Regions from separate parts of the Mus musculus genome. Here all the other regions are linked to region 1. A link is a contact called in public HiChIP or PLAC-seq, Micro-C and promoter capture Hi-C data. All regions are on one chromosome and are shown on one strand. Each heading gives the region's core, a stretch centred on a gene start, on an enhancer-like site or on the middle of the called end of the contact. The rest is flanking DNA. Distances are from core to core; before and after follow the strand shown. Region 1 holds the start of Cdc42ep3 (CDC42 effector protein (Rho GTPase binding) 3). Region 2 holds the start of Heatr5b (HEAT repeat containing 5B). Region 3 holds the start of Hnrnpll (heterogeneous nuclear ribonucleoprotein L-like). Region 4 overlaps Gm41625 (a long non-coding RNA gene). Region 5 holds the start of Galm (galactose mutarotase).

Region 1 (2,700 bases), core at 54-2,553:
TCCCTGCCTGACATTCCTCTTCCCACCCTCCTTTTAATTCACTCACTTTTTTTTTTTTAAACAAAATGTAATTACTTGACTGTCAGCCGGGGCTGCACTCTGGGGCTTTAACTCCTTTCAACACAGATGTGCGCCCAGCTTTGATGCCGCTGTACTCGCAGCTTGTCCCAGCCACAGCCGGCTCGGTAATGTAACATTCAAGTGCATATTTATTTTTAAACTGACCTCTCCTAGACGGTGCAGTATAAAGCAGGTCCTGCCAAAAAATATGCTACTTTCTATTTATAAGATGAAACACATGCCTTCCCTCCCAAAGGCGAGAGCGGGGTGGAGTATAATAATTCATAAAGAAAAAAACTGACTGGCCGGATCCATTCGTCCTCGCATGGCTGTGTCAAGATACTTAGTGAGAAGGAAGAGAAAAGAAGAGGAAGAAGAGCAATAGCAGGAGGAAGAGGAGGAGGAGAGGCAGGAGGAGAAGGAGAGGGGAAGGAGGAGGAAGAGGGAGTAAAGATCTTGTAAACGCTTCAGTTGTTCAGAAACCGCAGTCGAGAAAGAAAAAAAAAATTTTTTTCCCCCAACTGCCAGATCTGCAGGTTGGAGCCTCAGCTACAATGTGCTGCCTCTGTCAGTTCGGAAACTGCCAAGCTGCGCGGTGCACTCTCGCGCCGCGCCGCATCGGTGCAAACACACAACTAGAGGGCCGCGGTAGCCAAGTGCGGTTTGTTCTGCTGGAAAAACGCAACACGCGCCCAGAATGGCTGTCAATGGCCTGGAGGGGGCCGTGCTGACTGCAGCCCCACCCTAAAGAAGTAGGTGGCAGAGCTCCGCGTCCTGATCCCCCCTCCCGGACGTCAAGCATGATGTCCCCTTTGATCCTCTAAACATCAGCTCAACCAGGCGGTGCGGTAGATTATCCTCGCACCCTCTAAGTCTTCCAAGGCCACCATCTGCACTAGCTGGAAGGGGGCTTAGGTTGAGGGTCGGACAGTCTTACAGGTGGAGAGACAGCCTGGGTCACACACTCACCAGCAGTCTCTAAGGCTCCTAGCTTCTGCCCGGAGGGCCGGGCGTCGGCCCGGGTCGCCTCCCGAGGGCGCAACAGTCCTCGCTGGTGCGCGCAGAACCAGAGGGGCGGCAACGGTTCACCGCAGAATCTGCTCCGGGACTGCGCGCGGCGTCTCCCGGGAGGCAGCCGCTGCGGAACTGGGTTGTCGGTGAGCGTCCCGCTGCTGTGCTCCCAGCGGCAGTTGGAAGCGCCCGCGACACTGTGCGCGCGGCTGCCGGACGCCGGGCCTCAACCTGCCGAGGGCGGGGCGCAGGACGCAGGGCGGGGCCGGCGCGGGGCGGGGCGGGGCTGTGAGGCCAGGGCAGGGCGGGGAGAAGGGTGCGGGCCGACCTGGACCGTCCCTCCGTTGTACCTGTCCCCCACCTCCCCACCACCCCCAGACCCGCAGGACTGGAGGCGAGGCTGCGGACTCTTGGAGGACAAAGGCTACCCACTGTCACCTCCCAGTTCCACCCCTTCCCAGTGGTGGCTTCTCTCAGAGGCAATGCCGGCTGGGGCTCCCTCAGGCACAAAGAAAAGTGGCGGGGTGCTCCCTTTAAAGAGGGGACCCCAGAGCGTTGCTGTCCGTACGGTGCGGGAGAACAATGGGACTCCGCCCGCACCCGGGACCCTCGTGCTCACCCTCGTGTCCCCGCCTTTCCCTGTCCTACCTAACCCACCTAGCAGTGCGGGGCTTCGCAGCGGAGGAAGGGGACCTGCGCGGGGAAGAAGGGCCACCTGACCGGGTCGCCGCAGCGCGGCCGCAGCTCCCTGGGGACCCCCTGGCAGCTGTAGCTCTCGGGAGGGAAAAGGAGGGTCGCGTGCTGTCAACGTGCAGCCGGCTCCCCTTGCAAGCTGTCGCCAAAACCTGGAGCGCGGATCTGACGCGCGGGAGACGCGGGGTGGAGGCTGAGAGCCTGCGGGACGCAGAGAAACGCAGACGCAGCAGGTTTTTCCTGTCGGGAGGGTGACGTCTCCTCCCCCTCCAGGTCTGTCAGAGATTGACCTAAAGCTGCGGAAGCGGGTGGCGGCTCTCCGGGACGCTCTGCGAGGCGGCGCAAGTGGCGCAGCTGCTGCTGCTCCGGACCGTAAAATTCCGCCCGTGGCGACACCTGCACCTGTCGGTCACCCAGCCAGGGCCTCAGGACGACCCGCCCCTCTGTCCCTGGACCTCTGTAGGAACCCAGAGAATTAATGTTAATTGTCTTAATTGGTCGCCCTCTCTTCCTTCTCCCTTAGTCCGCCAGGTTGGAGACAGGAAAAGGTGGTGTTTTCCGGCGTTGATGTCCCCCGCCGGCTTGGTTGACCTGGAAAAGGAGCTAGAACCCCGAGTAGTCGCACGCTCCAGGTCTGGCCCCAACCCTGGGACTCTCAGGTTGCCTGGAAATCCTGGCACAAAGCAGAGCCCCTCCTGGAGACCTTGGCTTCCCTGGGCGCTATCGGGGTCATCACAAGGGTGCCCCCAATCTGAATCGCTCTGAAACCTTAGACCGGGTGCACTTTAAGCCCAGGTCCTAAACCACGGTCGACGTTAAGATGAATTTAAAAAGGAAGCGGACACAACTGTTGGGGAAAGCAAAATACTTGGGTGGAGTGTTAAAAGCCTCAAAGAAAATAATAGTTGGCAGGTTAAACGGCCATGAGGTCGGAAG
Region 2 (2,700 bases), core at 177-2,676, 520 kb before region 1:
GCTGACTAAGAGAAGGATAAGGTAGAAATTCCCATAGTATAACATCCTCCAATTCCTTAGATGAAAGACTCATAACATTTTCAAAACACAATGCCTTCAATTTTCTTTATATCAACCTATGGTGAGGTGGGCAATGCTTACCTTGTTGGCAGCAACTAGGACTTTATCAAGAAATCTCAACCATTCAAAGATGAACACGGGTCTCTTTGCCTCCGTGATCTGAGCCAAAGCTTCCTCATTTAGCAATAAACTGTGAGCTAGCTCCATTATTGATGTTCTTAATTCACACCTTAAATGAACAGATTCGTTTTTTAAAAAAAGAGTAAAATATATTCTAAGGAATTTTTAATTTATGTGTAGGAGTGTTTTGCCCAAATGTATGTATACACATACATACATACATACATACACACACACACACACACACACACACACACACACACACACACATATATATATATACAGGGTGTTGGCTCCCCCTAGAACTGGAGTTACAGATGGTTGTGAGTCATCTTGTGGGCGCTGGAAATCAAACCCAGGTCCTTGTCAAAAGCAACAAGTATTCTTAATCACGGATTCCTTTCTCCAGCCCTTACATGTAAGGATTTCTTAAATATTAAATGTCAAGTTTCATAAATGCAACCACTAAGCTAGGGAAAGAAAGCGTGGTTTCATTTCTCATTAGAGAACTAACTTTGAAAGGACAATGATTTAAAAGAAAGAAAGAAAGAAAGAAAGAAAGAAAGAAAGAAAGAAAGAAAGAAAGAAAGAAAGAAAGAAAGAAAGAAAGAAAGAAAGAAAGAAAGAAAGAAAGAAAGAAAAAACTGGCGATAAGAATGGAATGAAAGGAAAATGTAAATACTGCAAAAAAGGCACTATTCCGGGGCGGTTGTTTCCCTGTTAGAACACAGGCTATTAACTCATTCTACCCTGAGAACCCCGAAGCACCGAGCTCAGGCGTCTGGGGAGCTTTCTCCGCCACCCGTCCCTCGCCACCGGGACCCAGAAGAGTGACCGTAGGGTTCTGATCGGCGGAGGCGGGCCCCACGGGGACACTGCGGCAGGGGCGCCCGGGACAACCCCTCGCCCCGGGAATGCAGTGCTCCGGGTCTGGATGCACCGGGCCGCTCCGAAGACCCCGACAACTGAGAGTCTGCTGGAAACGCAAACCGGGGTCCCCGGGCCGCCCTGGGATGTCAGCCTCCCGTCGTAGGAGTCCTCGAGCTGTCAACCCCGAGGCTGAGGATCCCCGGCCTCAAAACTCGAATTCCCTCCTCAGCCCTCGGAAAATGTCCTGGGACCCAGGGATGTCACAGCCTGCAGGCTCTGACAGCGCGCGAGACCGCCTCACCTCCTGGTCTAGTCCGAGCCGAGCAGCCAAGCTCCGCTCTGCCGAGGGACCCGGATGCCCCGCCTCCCAAACTCCGGCCCTCAGGAAGCCGGGAGACGACGCATGCGCGAGACACAGGTCCTGCGGACCGGCCCGCCCCCACGTCCTCTTAGCCCCGCCCACCCCAAGTTTCGAAGCGAATCGGCTGTCGGGGACGAGTGGGATGTTTGTGGGTCCTGCGCCAATTGCACGGCGCATGCGCAGCGCGACCTCCGCGGAGCTGGTTCCGGGCAGTAAAGCTCCGGCTTCAGGGTGTGCGGGCGCTCAGGAGAATGACAGAGGTCGGTGCAAGTTGGCTGTGACTGCCTATCACAGCGTCAGCTACGCCCCATCCGTAAGTGGTCGTTTTGGTGGGAGGGTGCAGGAGGGAGGAGAGCGGGAGGGAAGAAAGAGCCTGCGATGCCCGAGGCACCCACAGGAGAGTTAGCCCAGCTCTGTGTGTTCTGTAGCTCTGCTTCAAACTCGGTGCTCAATACTGAAATACGCTAGCAGCACCTATAATCGTCCTGTTGAGAAAGTGGTTGCTCCATTATTTCGGAACAGGCAAAGCGCTTCACCTAAACTTGCTCTGGCTCTTTGACACACACCACCTCCAACCATCAACAGATGCTGCGTGATTTACCCCCTCAGACCCAGAATCCTGACCACTTCGCTGTTGTGACTCTTAAGTGAGGGGTCAGGCCACCAGCATCCCTACCTGGGTTATCTATCGACTTGTGGAGTTTATTCTTATATTTGAAGGAAGTGGATAATGCTAGTGTATGTTGTCCTCATAGGAGGGGAACCTTCACATTTTAAGACCCAATTCCTTATTCTTTTCTCTCTCTCTCTTTTTCTTTCTTTCCTTCTTCCTTCCTTTTTTTTTTTTTTAAGATTTATTTATTATATAGCGTTCTGCCTGCATGTATGCCTACAGGCCCAAAGAGGGCACCAGATTTCATTATAAATAGTTATAAAGCCACCATGTAATTGAACTCAGGACCTCTAGAAGAGCAGACAGTTCTTTTAACCTCTGAGCCATCTCTCCAGCCCCCTTATTCCACTTCCTAACATAATGTCCTCACTATTGGTAATTAACTTCCTCAAACCGTATCATTTAATGAATCTACAGTGCCCCCAGCTGTGAAGTTTCAGTGTGATTTTATGTGAAAATTATATGTAAAAGATGGAATAACTATAAAAGGCAGAGCTTTAAAAGTAACATGTAATCCCTTGTACTTTTGTAAGTGTGTGTGTGTGTATTTTTACACAGGTAGATCATACTGTCCTCGAACTGCTGGGTGCTGAAATCACACCAGAGGGCCACCATG
Region 3 (2,700 bases), core at 171-2,670, 710 kb after region 1:
CTCCATGGAACTGAAGTTGTGGGTTGCGCTGTCCACATTCCTCCAGCCTCCAGCTAAACGTTTCTGATAAAGGAGGACTCGAGGAATGTGTGACTGAATTCCCACAGCTCTGCATTCATTTCCTTCTGTGGGGGACAAACTTGAAGTACATTATGAATGAAGAACTCTCGTCATCTGAACGCCTTTTATTTGACAGCAGGGACAGACACACACACACACACTTAGATCACCGGCCCACTCATTTCTGTAACAAGAAAACTTATCTTGGCCATTGCCTGGCCTGAATGAACCCCATGCCCACAAAGCCTTTTCTATAGAAAGATATTAAACTAGCGAGGGCTAAACTACGGGGAGAGCACGAGGGCGCAATTTGTCATTGCATCGCGGTTCCCACGGAGACGAGGCCACGAGAGCCTTCCCGTTATGGTTGCCCAGCGTGAGGATGATGCGGGTCGGGGAGGCCGGGTCCCCAGCACAGCCTCGGAGCCGGAGTTGCTCAACTAACAAAGAGCGGATCCCGCCGAGGGCGCGCGGCGCAGCCTCCCGGAGCGGAAGCGACACCCGCCCGCCCCCGCCGCCCCCACCCCGCTACCCTCCCCAAGTTCAGGGCCCGGACTCCGGGAGGCCCGGCACCCCAAGCCCACCCAAAGCCGGCATTCGGGATTCGGGGATCGTGGGCAATAAAGGAAAGAATCAGTCCGAGTCGCCAGCTACGCGCTCGGCGTGCACGCAGCGGCAAAGGCGGCCAGGCCGAACCCCCGCCGCCGGGCCCTGCTGGAGGGACGCGGCGCGGCGCCGCGCTTTGTTACCGTGGACAGGGGCATGCTCCGAGGGCCACCGCCGCTGCCACCTTCGTCGCCGCCGCTCCCTCCCTCATCGCCGTCGCCTTCGTCGCCTTCTTCTCCACCTTCGCCTTCCTCGCCGTCGCCGCCGCCGCCGCTGCCTCCGTCTCCGTCGCCTCCGTCGCCGCCGCCGCTGTCGCTATCGCTCCCCGCCTGAGGCGTCGCTTCCTGGCGATTCTCGCTCTCCTCGGCCGAGTAGACGATCTCTCCCTCCTCGGTCTTGAGGCGCTTGGCCTGGCTCTCGAACTCCCGGTCCTCCTCGTACGTCTCCTCCTTGGGGGAGGAGGAGGAGGAGGAGGACATGGCGGCGGCGGTGGAGACGGCGCGGGAGACGGGCCTCAGATGTCGCTGATCGGTCCCCGCCGCGGGCTGCGCCTCCTCGGCGCGGGTCTGAGCTGGCCCGGCGTCCTCCGCGGCGCGCTCCAGGAGCCCGTGACTGAGAAGGGAGCGCGGGCTGAGGGGACGCTTCCCTTTATCTCTCAGCCAGCCTCCAGCCTCTCCCTCCGCCAGCTTCGCGGCTCCCAGCCCCGGGGGGGACGCGAAAGTAAGGATGGGGCCGGGCCGTGGCTTCCGGTCTTCCCTCCTCCCTGATCCGCTCCCCGCCGCTCAGGCGGAGCCTCCACCCCGCCTTGACTGCCGCCGGGCGGGATGGGATCCAGGGCCCGAGAGTTTCCGCCCCCTTGCCGAACTTCCGCCTCCTATTGGAAGAGCGAAAGTCGATCTGGCTTCCAATTGGCTGGAAGAACTGCTCGTCAGAATCCCAGCCTGGACTCTCGCTGGGCTCCGGTCGGGACCGTGCAACGCCCGCTGCGCGCGGTTCCGCAGCGGTTGCAGCCCCGTGGCGGTTAGCGCTGTTAGGCCCTGGCCGCCGCTGAGATACCGGGTGAATGTGAGGAGCCGGCGATGCGTTCGGCAGAGTCGGGGCTGTGGGTGTTAACCGCCTTCCCGCTAATTTGAATGCTTTTCTTCTTCATTTTAAAAAGATGAGGGAGACCTGGAGAATCTTTAAAAAGATGAGGGAAACCTGGAGAATCTCCGCGCACCTAACCACACACAGCCCCCGAAAGCGCGTGGACTCTGCGCCACTAACTAAACAGAACAACCGTTAGCTGTTACTGACTGTGGCGAGCCAGCGAGATGATGCACACAGGTCTGCGCAGGGCATAGGTGACCTGCAAACCGGACCTATTGCTGCAGACATACCTATCCAAGTCCCTGCTGCAGTTACATATTCTCAACCTTCCTCTAAAACCCCTATTCTCACTGTTCTGAATGATCGTCTTCATTTTCCAAAATAGGAAACTCTCACAATCCTGTTCGTTTCCAGCCCACAACTCACTTCCTCTGTGAAGCCTAAAGACTGTTTTAAGGTTTTTAGCTGTTTCTATTTGCAAAAGGCCTTTGAATAACTAAAGGTGTTGTTTTAAAACAAAACAAAACTGGACGTGCTTAAGGGCAGGTACTGTGTTCATTTTTATAATCTAGTTCCAGTACAGTTCACCCCAACCCAATCCACCCCCGAATGGATTTCAGTGACCAACTTACTGGGTTGAAATTATGGTGTCTAGCTAGCAAGAAACCCACCGCGCCCTAAGTGCCCTGTTACTTTAAGCCTTGGAAAACTAAGATTCGTTCTGCGCACTTGTTTTGAACCTCTTCCTTTCCCAGTTGTGGGTTGTTCCCTCCTCTAGCCTGTTTTTTTTCCCCCAAAGGCATTTCTTCCCCCAGAAAGATGTGTGATCGTTCTTTTAACATATGTTGCTTTCTCCTTTATACTTTGCGTCGCTTGTCATTTTAGAATCCTAAGGAATCTAAGCGTTTCTGCAAACTGTACCACTGTGTGTGAGAGAGAGAGAGA
Region 4 (2,700 bases), core at 111-2,610, 610 kb after region 1:
CCAGCAAGTTAGCTTGGAACCAAAGCAAACCGCAGAGATCTATTCCACGGATGCTCTGTGAAATACTCACTCATCGCCACCCCTTCCCCCTCCCCCTGACATCCCTGCCACATCCCCCTCCCCACTGTACCAGGAGATGGGATCAGAAAACTGCACTGCCTTCCACCCATGCAAAACTCTCAGCTCTCTTTCTGCTCCTCCCGTCTCCTTTCCCTATGCTAAATGGCTCAGGCAAATTGTGCCTGTATGGAATCATAGTGGGGTAATGTAGTTTGCCTTATAATCTGTAGTACAGCCCTGTTTGGTGTATGTGTGCGGATGTCTTGCTATACAGCCCTGACTGACCTCAAGCTTAAGGTAGTCCCCCTGCCCATGCCTCCTAAGTACTGAGCCTACAGGTAGGCATCACCGTGTCTGGCGTGATACCATCTCTTTAGCATTTTCTAATCTACTAGCCAGTTGACTACCCATTCATTCCCTTGCCTTTATAATTCCAGCTCACTTAAGTACACAGTCAAACCTTGAAAGGCTCCTAGACGAGACCCAGGCAGGTCTATGAAGGGTATCAACCCCATGCCAGTTTCTAATGCTCAGCATGCCAGAGAGGTACCAGGGACCTAGAAAAGTACTTGCTGATCAGGTTCTTGCTTCTGGCTGTCTGCAGGACACAAAAGCTTGCCCCTAATGTCCTGCCTAGATCTAGGCTGTCCCAGATCATCCTGCATTGGCTTTAAAGTGTGTGGTTTCCCAATCCTATGTGAACCCGGCCACCAGGCTCTGCACTCCTGCCAGACCCCCATTGCAGTTATTGCTAAGCCTTGCCTGAGAGTCACATGCCCACTGGACTTCACACGTTGGGCCAAGACTCCCATCATTCCTCCTCACTGGTGCTTTATTATCCTGGTTGTCATGTTGGTGGGCTTTGGAGCCAACCCAAGAGACACATCTCCGGGCTTGTCTGTAAAGAATTACCAGAGATCAGCTGAGGTGGACAGACCCACCCTGGATACCGCTGGCCTTGTTCCTGGTGCCTCACCGGGTAGAATCGGATTCAGTAAAGTGACAGAAAGGAACGGAGCTCATGCATTCGCCTCTCCCTGTGTCCTGACTACATGGGGCGATGTGGCCAGACACCTCCCACTCCTACCTCCACGCCTTCCCTCAAACCATGAGACAACAGAAACTTCCTTATCATGTTGTGTTAGCGGGTGTTTTTGTCCCAGCTACAAGAAAACGATAATAAATCCTTGACACCCTAATCTAAAAAGCAATTCTTCCACCCCCTGCCTTAGCCCAGAATCTGTCCCCAGCTTGCACAAGGGAGGAGTTAGGCACTGTGCAACCTCACTGCACCCAGTGAGCTTTTCCAGTCTGGCTACTCTCCTCACCCTGACTAGTACTTGCCACTAAGATGCTGGCATGGCTCCACGGCTACCCCACTGAACTACCACAGTACCTGGGGTCATGGCTTGCTTCCACTCTCTACCAATGTGGGGAGCTAGGTAGAAGGGCAAAATAATGGCAGATACCATGCCATCTCTACGACGGGCTCAGCATCAAACAAAAAGGCAAGCAGTGGCCATTGGGTGCAAGAGACACAGCTGGGGAATGGGATGGCAGACCAGCCTCCCTCCCCAGGGCAACATCTGGGTCTGCCTCTGTAAGGACTCAAAAAAGAAAAGAGAAGACTTGCATACAGGGCTCCCAAGCCAGGGACCCAGGCTCCCTACCGTTTCCACACCTACTCCCATAACTCATGAGTTTATCCAGTTTCTCTGCGGTCTCTCTGCCCCTCCTCAACCAGGAAGTGATTATACTAAGTAGATTTTGGTTTTGAATGGCTTTGACCTTGTGAGGCCTTCCGTTCTCCAGAACTGGTTTTTTTCTGAGAGTCTGTGTTCACTTTTAATCCAATCAGCGAAGGTGGAGTTGAGTTTACTCCTGCTGACTTCTAATCCTCCAAGACAAAACGAAAATATATGCAAAATGTATGAGGAAATGGTAAAGTATAGTACACACCATTCCCCACCCCCACCCCCAGCAAAGGGGGAATTCTCAGAGGCTGGAGGGGTTGGGGGAAGGGCGGCAGGGCCTTCATCTGACGGGAAGTCAGATAGGTAACTCTCAGGCAAGAAGAACCACCTAACACTCAAAGACTTGACCCTGTGTTTGCTCAGAGCAAATGCATTTCAAGCGAGGGCTGTCAAAGGAGAATGCGTTTGCAAGCCAGTTGAAATTTAAAGTAAACCTCAGCAGGTCAATGAGAGGCCTTCCCTAAAAAGGCAGTCAGACTCCCAGCAACCGCGCTTCGGAAACTCTGATAGTGTCCTATGCTGTCCAAAAGGCTCTCGCGGTTTTAACTCCAAATAGGCTGGCACACAAATAGGAAGTGGAAAACTTGGGGAGTTGGGATGATCGGATCCTACTTGGACATATGGGAAAGCTTGAAGAAACACAGTATATGGTAGCAACTGAGAAAAAAAAAAACGAGCTCTGAGGGTTGCACTGCAGTGTGAAAGAGGCTTAGAATGGACACGCTATGGTCTCAGCAGGTCCACACCTGTCAGTCCTGCTGGTGATGCCCAGGAGAGGGAGGGGGCAATCAGGAGAGAGAAGTCCTCTCTTCACTACTGCTATCCAACACCATTCGAGACTATTAAGGCACCATGTTCCCAAAGATCTAAGTCTTCTGATACCACA
Region 5 (2,700 bases), core at 66-2,565, 770 kb after region 1:
TCAAAGCCACAGGGAAAGAAAATCAAGACCCGTACCCTGTACATCTTAGGGAAATATGGTACACTTCATGCGCCAAGTTAAGCAATAGGAACGTCTCTGGTTACACTTGGTGCTAGCCACCCAAGGTGTCTTTCTTCCCTTGGCAGCATGAGCTTGGCAGAACACTGAGAACTGGAGGCTGAGAAATAAAAACTGTGGTCTTCCCACTCACAGAAGAGGGTTCTCAGGCATCGTTGCTAGCACAGTGTTGTTGAAAGGGCCTGTGTATAAGTCAGGCACACACGGTAAGTGGGCTGAGGAGACTTGCAGAGTCTGTAAGAGTGTGTGATGAGCAGTGTACAAGAGTGCCTTTGGGTTATTGTGTGAGGGGACGCACAGTCTGTAATTTGACTTGTTTGGGTCTTTTTGATATTAGATATTGTACTTTAATAAAGCCTGCTGCAAGCTCTTTTTCTTTCCTATCAGAGTTTCCCGAATTTCGAGAGGGATAATTGAGGCTTTGTAGCATGAATGCTTAAGATTCCTTCATATTTCACAGTCAGAAACGAGTGAGACAGTTGTTTATTGGCATTTGATTACAGGAACATGAGCTCAGTTCTCCTGTTTTTCTAACCACAGATGCGTTTCCACCCTCACCGTGTCTAAATCAAGACCAGAAATACAGATAGACTGAGTTATACACGTCTTTAGGCTCCCAGACCTCTTCTTCCTAGAGCCAGAATCCATCTAGAGCTGTAGATTAAGCAATGAAAGACTGAGGTATTTTAATCTCATGATCTTACTGAGGATCCTAATAACACTTTCCTAATCCTAGGCCAACAAAGGAGAAACGTCAGACTTAGCCATCAAACCTTCAGTTTCTTTAAATCTAGTCCCAGATAATCCACACCAGAATGGCCCAAGAGATGATGAAAAGTAGGTAAAGGAGCGGGCCTCCAAGCCTGCCCACCAGATGTGTTTCTTCAGAGCCCATTAGGGACAAGAGAGAACCTTTTCAGAAAGGAGGAAAGGAGAGAAAGAGAGAGAGAGAGAGAGAGAGAGAGAGAGAGAGAGAGAGAGAGAGAGGAGAGAGAGAGAGAGAGAGAGAGAGAGAGAGAGAGAGAGAGAGAGAGAGAGAGAGAGAGAGAGAGAGAGAGAGAGAGAGAGAGAAGAGGAGAGGAGAGAGAGAGACTTTTTTTGACCCCCTAAAGATGCCTTACGCGCGCGCACCTGCGCAAAATAAAGTTGGTTCGTTTTAAACTACATGCCCCAAGATGCAATTGCAATTTTCTTAAAGACTACTATTCCCGACATGCACTGCAGTCAGGGTTAGAGAAGGAAAAGACCAGCAAACTCAACTGGAAAGTTTGCTTCTCAGTTACCTCGGATAAAGGAAAAATTTTAAAAAGGCATCGGAGCATTTTCCCCGACCCCAGGAGTGGTCAACTGTTTAAATCCAGGCAATAAAGGGGAGGAGTTAGTCTGAGTTCCTCCCCTTCTCCCGGGAACTTTATCTTTCCAAACGTGATCCAGGCTAGAGTTTGAACAGCAAGGAGAAGCTGCACACCCTGAACTTTCCCAATGGTTTCGGTGACCAGAACCGTGTTTGGAGAGCTGCCCTCGGGGGGAGGGACAGTGGAGAAATTCCAGCTTCGGTCAGACCAGCTGAGTGTGGACATCATCTCATGGGGCTGCACGATCACTGCTCTGCAGGTCAAAGACAGGCAGGGGAAAGCCTCAGACGTGGTGCTTGGCTTTGCGGAATTGGAAGGTGGGTCGCGTCCTGCCCAGGACTGCTAAACGGTTTGGCCTGTCAAACAGGCCCGCACACACTCCTGATCCTGTGTACACTGGGTTCTTCCAGTCACTCACGGGACCTGACTGAGGTCCCCAAGCTTGGAGCAGTCTTACTTGGAAGCGCGTGAACGGGCTCATGTAAGCCACTTAACAGGATTTTGAGGTTGGAAAAAAAAACCGGATCTAATCCAAATAGCTGTAGGACTTGGCCCCCCTTAGTCAGACTTTGTCACTGTTCACGAGGAAGTCAGCTGAGAAAGACCAACTCCCTGGAATGAGCTTAGAACTGTGGGGCACAGGGCGGTTTGCATGTATTCCTCGCTTGTGGTTTTCTGAGGAATGAAAATCAAAGACGGACGGGCGCCTGCTACTATCTCCCTTCTTTCTCTTGTCAAATCTTCTCTGAGGGCTCCTTGAGCAGAAATGCTTTAGAATTTAGGACTGATGTAAACCCATCAGATTGCTTGGCTGTTGTGGTCAATGTAGGTAGGGCACAATGTCCTTCATCTGCTCAGAAACATGTTCTCAATGAAAGGGGTAGAAATAAGGCCTCCTAAGACGTGGACATAGTCATCAGGATCAGCTGCGCAATTCGCAGCATGTCTTTTTGTTTTTGTTTGTCTGTTTTGTTTGTGTTTGTGGGGTTTTTTTGTTTTGTTTTGTTTTGTTTTGTTTTAAATGGACAGGGCCTCGTTCTGCCTAAGCTGTCCTGGAGCAAGAGCCAGCCGTTTCATCTTGATCCACGCATAGGTTTTATCTTAATTTATGCATTTACAGCTCTGTTAATGCAGTGGACTCAACAAGATAGACAAAGGTCATTTTCAACTTGCAGTTTACGGAGGGGGGGGGAGGGCGGGGCGCGGAGCTCAGACTTTAGCTCAATAGTTACATAATTAAATCATTGGATTGCGGTTTGATTTGCAG

The links. Promoter capture Hi-C pulls out the DNA fragments that hold promoters and counts their contacts. Hi-C and Micro-C count contacts between places; a contact is called where the count stands out from the background. HiChIP or PLAC-seq counts read pairs in DNA pulled down with a chosen protein or histone mark.
Region 2: a contact with region 1 is called in a promoter capture Hi-C map of pre-B cells, with 5 times the contacts expected there. The contact joins the promoter of Heatr5b here to the promoter of Cdc42ep3 in region 1. A contact is called at or near these places in 5 of 39 promoter capture datasets (the 3T3-L1 cell line, the C10 cell line, erythroid cells and 2 more), 2 of 484 Hi-C or Micro-C datasets (CD4 T cells and natural killer cells), 3 of 115 datasets of contacts at active chromatin or transcription factors (embryonic stem cells, memory CD8 T cells and pancreatic cancer cells) and 1 of 9 other capture datasets (liver).
Region 3: a promoter capture Hi-C map of erythroid cells shows a contact between it and region 1, with 8 times the contacts expected there. The contact joins the promoter of Hnrnpll here to the promoter of Cdc42ep3 in region 1. A contact is called at or near these places in 2 of 39 promoter capture datasets (erythroid cells and pre-B cells) and 3 of 484 Hi-C or Micro-C datasets (CD4 T cells and embryonic stem cells).
Region 4: a contact with region 1 is called in a Micro-C map of embryonic stem cells, with 2.8 times the contacts expected there. The contact joins the enhancer-like site here to the promoter of Cdc42ep3 in region 1. A contact is called at or near these places in 1 of 484 Hi-C or Micro-C datasets (embryonic stem cells) and 1 of 115 datasets of contacts at active chromatin or transcription factors (pancreatic cancer cells).
Region 5: a contact with region 1 is called in an HNF4G HiChIP or PLAC-seq map of pancreatic cancer cells. The contact joins the promoter of Galm here to the promoter of Cdc42ep3 in region 1. A contact is called at or near these places in 1 of 39 promoter capture datasets (cranial neural crest) and 1 of 115 datasets of contacts at active chromatin or transcription factors (pancreatic cancer cells).

What each region holds. Positions count from the first base shown.
Region 1 is chr17:79,353,788-79,356,487 of GRCm38.p6, forward strand. It overlaps Cdc42ep3 (CDC42 effector protein (Rho GTPase binding) 3), which reads right to left and starts at 1,304. Exons shown (of 2, transcript NM_026514.3): 1 at 1,030-1,304. Gm17315 (predicted gene, 17315) reads left to right here and starts at 912. Exons shown (of 2, transcript NR_165822.1): 1 at 912-1,217; 2 at 2,038-2,700.
Region 2 is chr17:78,833,955-78,836,654 of GRCm38.p6, forward strand. Heatr5b (HEAT repeat containing 5B) reads right to left here and starts at 1,427. Exons shown (of 36, transcript NM_001081179.1): 1 at 1,352-1,427; 2 at 142-289. The coding sequence starts at 267. Gpatch11 (G patch domain containing 11) reads left to right here and starts at 1,562. Exons shown (of 10, transcript NM_181649.6): 1 at 1,562-1,724.
Region 3 is chr17:80,060,848-80,063,547 of GRCm38.p6, forward strand. Hnrnpll (heterogeneous nuclear ribonucleoprotein L-like) reads right to left here and starts at 1,421. Exons shown (of 13, transcript NM_144802.4): 1 at 810-1,421. The coding sequence starts at 1,145. It overlaps 4933407O12Rik, which reads left to right and starts at 1,375. Exons shown (of 2, transcript XM_006525248.3): 1 at 1,375-1,725; 2 at 1,826-2,615. The coding sequence starts at 1,393. The coding sequence ends at 1,951.
Region 4 is chr17:79,967,786-79,970,485 of GRCm38.p6, forward strand. The region is part of intron 2 of Gm41625 (a long non-coding RNA gene); the gene reads right to left. Among named protein-coding and RNA genes, the nearest start is that of Gm41625, 13 kb to the right of the region's middle. Within about 2 kb of position 1,361, at least 26 of the 459 cell types and tissues checked have an H3K27ac peak or open chromatin away from gene starts, as enhancers often do. A contact at or near this core is called in embryonic stem cells, where this site is marked.
Region 5 is chr17:80,126,156-80,128,855 of GRCm38.p6, forward strand. Galm (galactose mutarotase) reads left to right here and starts at 1,316. Exons shown (of 7, transcript NM_176963.4): 1 at 1,316-1,750. The coding sequence starts at 1,561.